Linked DNA regions of Ovis aries: region 1 is linked to region 2. A link is a contact called in public Hi-C data. All regions are on one chromosome and are shown on one strand. The core of a region is the stretch at or near the end of the contact, and the rest is flanking DNA. Distances in the headings are between cores, read along the strand shown. Region 1 holds the start of LOC105601893 (T-complex protein 1 subunit beta-like). Region 2 holds the start of TRPC1 (transient receptor potential cation channel subfamily C member 1).

The links. Hi-C and Micro-C count contacts between places; a contact is called where the count stands out from the background.
Region 1: a Hi-C map of liver shows a contact between it and region 2, with 2.5 times the contacts expected there. The contact joins the promoter of LOC105601893 here to the promoter of TRPC1 in region 2. A contact is called at or near these places in 3 of 16 Hi-C or Micro-C datasets (hypothalamus, liver and mixed tissues).

Annotation. Positions count from the first base shown.
Region 1 is chr1:247,069,213-247,072,253 of ARS-UI_Ramb_v3.0, reverse strand. It overlaps LOC105601893 (T-complex protein 1 subunit beta-like), which reads left to right and starts at 1,777. Exons shown (of 1, transcript XM_042236021.1): 1 at 1,777-3,041. The coding sequence starts at 1,836.
Region 2 is chr1:246,920,446-246,923,754 of ARS-UI_Ramb_v3.0, reverse strand. TRPC1 (transient receptor potential cation channel subfamily C member 1) reads left to right here and starts at 1,382. Exons shown (of 7, transcript XM_060405618.1): 1 at 1,382-1,580. The coding sequence starts at 1,406.

The DNA.
Region 1 (3,041 bases), core at 528-3,027, 150 kb before region 2:
GTGTGGTGTGCTTACATTTGTTACTTAGCAAATGAGAATAATCATTATACAGTATCTTTAAACAAAAAAACTCAAAGTGATGGAGTAACAGCCAAATACAGTCCTGCCTCAGGGATTTTTTGCATTTGTTGCACCCTTTGTCACCCTGCTTATTTAACTTCTATGCAGAGTACATCATGAGAAACGCTGGGCTGGAGGAAACAAAAGCTGGAATCAAGATTGCCGAGAGAAATATCAATAACCTCAGATATACAGATGACACCACCCTTATGGCAGAAAGTGAAGAAGAACTAAAGAGCCTCTGATGAAAGTGAAAGAGGAGAGTGAAAAAGTTGGCTTAAAGCTCAACATTCAGAAAACGAAGATCATGGCATCCGGTCCCATCACTTCATGGCAAATAGATGGGGAAACAGTGGAAACAGTGGCTGACTTTATTTTTCTGGGCTCCAAAATCACTGCAGATGGTGATTGCAGCCATAAAATTAAAAGACACTTACTCCTTGGAAGGAAAATTATGACCAACCTAGACAGCATATTCGCAGAAGGCAATGGCACCCCACTCCAGTACTCTTGCCTGGAAAATCCCATGGACGGGGGAGTCTGGTGGGCTGCAGTCCATGGGGTCGCTGGGAGTCGGACACGACTGAGTGGCTTCACTTTCACTTTTCACCTTCACGCATTGGAGAGGAAATGGCAACCCACTCCAGTGTTCTTGCCTGGAGAATCCCAGGGACGGGGGAGTCTGGTGGGCTGCCGTCTATGGGGCAACACAGAATCGGACATGACTGAAATGACTTAGCAGCAGCAGCAGCAGCAGACAGTATATTAAAAAGCAGAGACATTATTTTATCAACAAAGGCCCATCTAGTCAAGGCTATGGTTTTTCCAGTGGTCATGTATGGATGTGAGAGTTGGACTATAAAGAAAGCTGAGCACCGAAGAATTGATGCTTTTGAACTGTGGTGTTGGAGAAGACTCTTGAGAGTCCCTTGGACTGCAAGGAGATCCAACCAGTCCGTCCTAAAGGAGATCAGTCCTGGGTGTTCACTGGAAGGACTGATGTTGAAGCTGAAACTCCAATCCTTTGGCCACCTGATGCAAAGAGCTAACTCACTTGAAAAGACCCTGATGCCGGGAAAAATTGAGGGCAGGAGGAGAAGGGGATGACAGAGGATGAGAAGGTTGGATAGCATCACCGACTCAATGGACATGGATTTGAGTGGACCCCAGGAGTTGGTGATGGACAGGGAGGCCTGGCATGCTGCAGTTCATGGGGTTGCAAAGAGTCAGACGTGACTGAATTGACTTGTCTTGACTTCTTTCAAGCTGAAATGTCATCTGAGAGCTTCATATAGACTAGCACACTTAAACTTATTCTTTTCTCCTCCATCCTGACTTATTTCTTCATGACATGTCTGCATCTCTATTCCTGCCCTGCAAATATGTTCATCAGTACCATTTTTCTACCATATACATAATATATGGTATTTGTTTTTCTCTTTCTGACTTTGTTCTGTGTGACAGACTCTAGGTTCATCCACCTCACTACAACTGACTCTATTTCATTCCTTTTTATGGCTGAATAATATTCCATTGTATATTGTATATACAACTTCTTTTTCTAATGTGTACTGTATATACAACTTTATTCAAGAATACCATTTCTTAGGTAAAGTGAAGTATGAATTCTGAAGATGATAAGTGAAAAAAAGCAAATTGCAAAGAGATACATAACAATATTAAATCACTACATACCATTTTAAAACAGACTTTGTCCCCTCCGGTCACGGGCGCGAGCTGTGAGGGGATAGCGTGTGTGCGAACTCCTCGGAACCATGGCGTCCCTTTCCCTTGCACCTGTTAATATCTTCAAGGCTGGAGCTGATGAAGAGAAAGCAGAGACAGCTCGCCTGTCTTCTTTTATTGGTGCCATTGCTATTGGAGACTTGGTAAAGAGCACGTTGGGACCCAAGGGCATGGACAAAATTCTGTTAAGCAGTGGACGAGATGCATCTCTTATGGTAACCAATGATGGTGCAACTATTTTAAAAAACATTGGTGTGGACAACCCAGCTGCTAAAGTTTTAGTTGATATGTCAAGGGTTCAAGATGATGAAGTTGGTGATGGCACTACGTCTGTTACTGTTCTCGCAGCAGAATTGCTAAGGGAAGCAGAATCCTTAATTGCAAAAAAGATACATCCACAGACCATTATTGAGGGTTGGAGAGAAGCCACAAAGGCAGCAAGACAGGCTCTATTGAATTCTGCAGTGGACCATGGTTCCGATGAAGTTAAGTTCCGTCAAGATTTAATGAACATTGCAGGAACAACACTATCCTCAAAACTTCTTACTCATCATAAAGACCACTTTACTAAGTTAGCTGTGGAAGCTGTTCTCAGACTAAAAGGCTCTGGTAACCTGGAGGCAATTCATGTCATCAAAAAGCTAGGAGGAAGTCTGGCAGATTCCTATTTAGATGAAGGCTTTCTGTTGGATAAAAAAATTGGTGTAAATCAACCGAAACGAATTGAAAATGCTAAAATCCTTATTGCAAATACTGGTATGGATACAGACAAAATTAAGATATTTGGTTCCCGGGTGAGAGTTGATTCTACAGCAAAGGTTGCTGAAATAGAACATGCAGAAAAGGAAAAAATGAAGGAGAAAGTTGAACGTATTCTTAAGCATGGGATAAATTGCTTTATTAACAGGCAACTAATTTATAATTACCCTGAACAACTCTTTGGTGCTGCTGGTGTTATGGCTATTGAGCATGCAGATTTTGCAGGCGTGGAACGCCTCGCTCTTGTTACAGGTGGTGAAATTGCCTCTACCTTTGACCATCCAGAACTAGTGAAGCTTGGAAGTTGCAAACTTATTGAGGAAGTCATGATTGGAGAAGACAAACTCATTCACTTTTCCGGGGTAGCCCTTGGTGAGGCTTGCACCATTGTTCTGCGTGGTGCCACTCAGCAAATTTTAGATGAAGCAGAAAGATCTTTGCATGATGCTCTTTGTGTTCTTGCCCAAACTGTGAAA
Region 2 (3,309 bases), core at 133-2,632:
AATGAGGAAGATATATTTAGGAAACTTAGGAGTTAGTGTTGGCAGGACAGGGATCAGCAAGTCAACCTGAAAAGAACAGGAAGTATTTCTCTCGAATATATGATACTCAGGTAAATTTATATATTGCCTTAAAAACCCAAGCACTAAGGGCACAATTTAGATTTTTGCATAGTTGGCTGTGGAAAGCAATGAAAACGATTCGGGATACAATTTTCAGACCCCCTGCCGCAGTTCTTAGAGGTGCAAAAATATGCTTTAAATCAAGCTTAACTTTTTAAAAAATATTCAAGGAAGTAGCACTTACTGCATTCAGTTAGCTTTTGCTTAATTAACACTCATCTTCTAAAATCTGAGTTATAATAATAAATGTGAAGATGAACAAGAAACCACTGGAAGGACTGTGAGGTAGATAAGATCCTAATGATGTGCTTATCCAATGGTTACAGGCAAATGACACCAGAGATGTCATGCAAATTTTATATCACAAACTAGTTTTTTAAAAAGTACAGTTTTAGAAACGAGGGTAGCTAGCCCAGTATAATTGCACACAAACAGGTGTAGTGGCGTGGTAAGGGTCCTGTCCTTTTTGCTTTAGCCAGAGGACAAAGGAATATTCGACAATTCCACTAAGGGTTTCCACTCAGCGTTAAGTCGTCAGAGGCTCAACGAAGCACCCCGCCACATGTTTACATGTATGCACCCAGAGATCGCGAGGGAAATTACCTCAAACTTGCAACCCGGGTGTCGAGAGGGTGAAGCCGACCGTTCTCCTTTTCCTAGGCTGCAAGGATGCCTTCCAGGGGGGCAGCGCAAGGGGTAGAGGGCGGGGTGTTCGCAGACCCCGCCTCCGTCGCAGGCCCCACCCACCGCCGAGCCCACTCCGTCGTCGTCGCTAGCGCTGAGCGGAAGATGACGTGAGGAGAGCCGCGAACGTCTCCTCCGGGCACTGCTCGGCCGATGATTCCCAGGGCCCTGGAGCCCGGCGCGTGTAGAATCTCCTCTCGGAGCTCCTCTCCCACCGATTTTCGTCGTCCTCTCTGGCCGGGCCGCCCTCCGCGCGGCCCTTGCGGCTCCTGGCACGGCCCCGCGCTCGGCTGCCGCCCTGGCGCGCGCCTCCCTGTCGTCCCCGGACGGGCGCGGACCCTCTCGGCCTGGGCGCCGGCGGCTGGGGAGGGGGCGCTGGCCCCGGGGCCGCGCATGCGCTGCCACCAGTCTGGGGCTGTCAGTGGAAGGCGAGTGCTGGCTCCGTGGGGAGGCGACGCCCTTCGGGGCCAACGGGCCTCGAGCCGAGGCGGCCGTGGGAACGACTCATCCCTTTTCCAGCCGGGGGGCGGGACTGGGATCGGGGTCGGGGCTGGCGGGGGCCCCGCCCCCGTCCCCTGGCCTGCCCCCTTCATGGGCCGCGATGATGGCGGCCCTGTACCCGAGCACGGACCTCTCGGGCGCCTCCTCCTCCTCCCTGCCTTCTTCCCCATCTTCCTCTTCGTCGCCAAACGAGGTGATGGCGCTGAAGGATGTGCGGGAGGTGAAGGAGGAGAACACCTTGAATGAGAAGCTTTTCTTGCTGGCGTGCGACAAGGGTGAGAGCGAGGCCCCTTTCTCCGCTTTTGGATGCCCCTGCCCTCCACACCCTTCACTCTCTTCCCAGCCTCAACTTGGGGCATTCCCTCTTGCTCTCGCGCCGAGCGTCTGTTCCCGCCGAGCTCGCTGCATCACTGGGGCCGCCGGGCACCGCCTCTGCCTCGTGTGTGCGGAGCTGAAGGGCGGGAGCAGCCGCCGGTGCCGCCCTCGGAGCCCCGCGCCTGGGGGCGGCGGCTCTGCCCTCGGTCTCCTTTCGTGGGGTCCGGAGTTCAGGTAGCGTCGTGGGAGCCGCGACGCTGCTAGGCTTTCCGCCTCACCTCCGCTACTGCCCACTTGAGTCTCCTGATCTCCCCTTTGGTGTTTCAGTTCTTTCTGGAAGCCCAGAGGTTTTATCAAGTTTGGGAGTTTTCAGTCCTAAAATCCCATGTCCTTGCTTGGGGTTTCTCTTGCTCATGGGCTTTCAGTTGGTTTTTGTTTTCTTTCCTTTCTTTTTTTTTGTTTTGTTTTGTTTTTTAAACGTTTCTTGTATTATTTAACTCCAGCCACCCAGTGTTCTGTGATTGTTGAATGGGATTAGGTATTTTAGTATCCTATGTGGGCATAAAGTGGAGAAGGCAGTGACAACCCACTCCACTACTCTACTCTTGCCTGGAAAATCCCATGGACGAAGGAGCCTGGTGGGCTGCAGTCCATGGGGTCGCTAAGGGTCGGCCACGACTGAGCGACTTCACTTTCACTTTTCACTTTCATGCATTGGAGAAGGAAATGACAACCCACTCCAGTGTTCTTGCCTGCAGAATCCCAGGGACGGGGGAGCCTGGTGAGCTGCCGTCTCTGGGGTCGCACAGAGTCGGACATGACTGAAGTGACTTAGCAGCAGCAGTGGACATAAAGACAGGACTTTACCGAAAATTCTAAGTTCCAAAGTTTCTCCAAATTTACGGAACAGCTTTGTTCATTCTTTTTATTGGAGAGAAAGGTTTCTTGTTCCTTATTCCTCTTCGGGAAATACAGGTAGTACAAAATAATTTGCAGTCGTAAAAGAATCGGACAGGACTTTGCGACCAAACAACAGCAAACAAAATAATTACAGGGCAAAGATTTTGAATATATTTAATGTGTTTCTTTTTTTAATCTGGAAATCGATCACTTTTATGGCCATAATAAAGTCTCTTCACTTAAGCATTCATCTCTCTATTGATGAATATAATAAAAAGAGTGGGAAATTCATTGCCCGAAGACTGCTTTTATTTCCTACAGGTGAAAAAGCGTTCTAACTTTTCTTTCTAAATTTATTCAGCTTGGCTTCCAATGGCCATGTTTGCTTAGGAAAAATGTTTAGGATCATGCAAACTTCCAAAACATAAACCCAAAGGGCAACTTACCCTGTGAAAAGATTACAGAGGATTTTTTTGTCTCTGTATTATTTTAATAAATGACAGCCTCCTTAACTGCTGTTACTGTTTTTGAGATAGGATTTTATTTGCGCAACTTTTTGAAAACATATTTAAGTATAAGCAAAGTCTACCTGTGTCCATCGTGAGTAACTTTTATGCTCTTATGTAATAGTATTAAATTATATGATGAAAGCATATGTGGAAGTCCATGAACACAGTTTGGAGTAGTCTTCAAAATGTAAAGAAACATACAACCTCTTAAGTATCACTGTCTATGGATTATGTAAAATTTTTAGTATTTTTGGACTGGATAGTCTGAATTCTCTTCCTT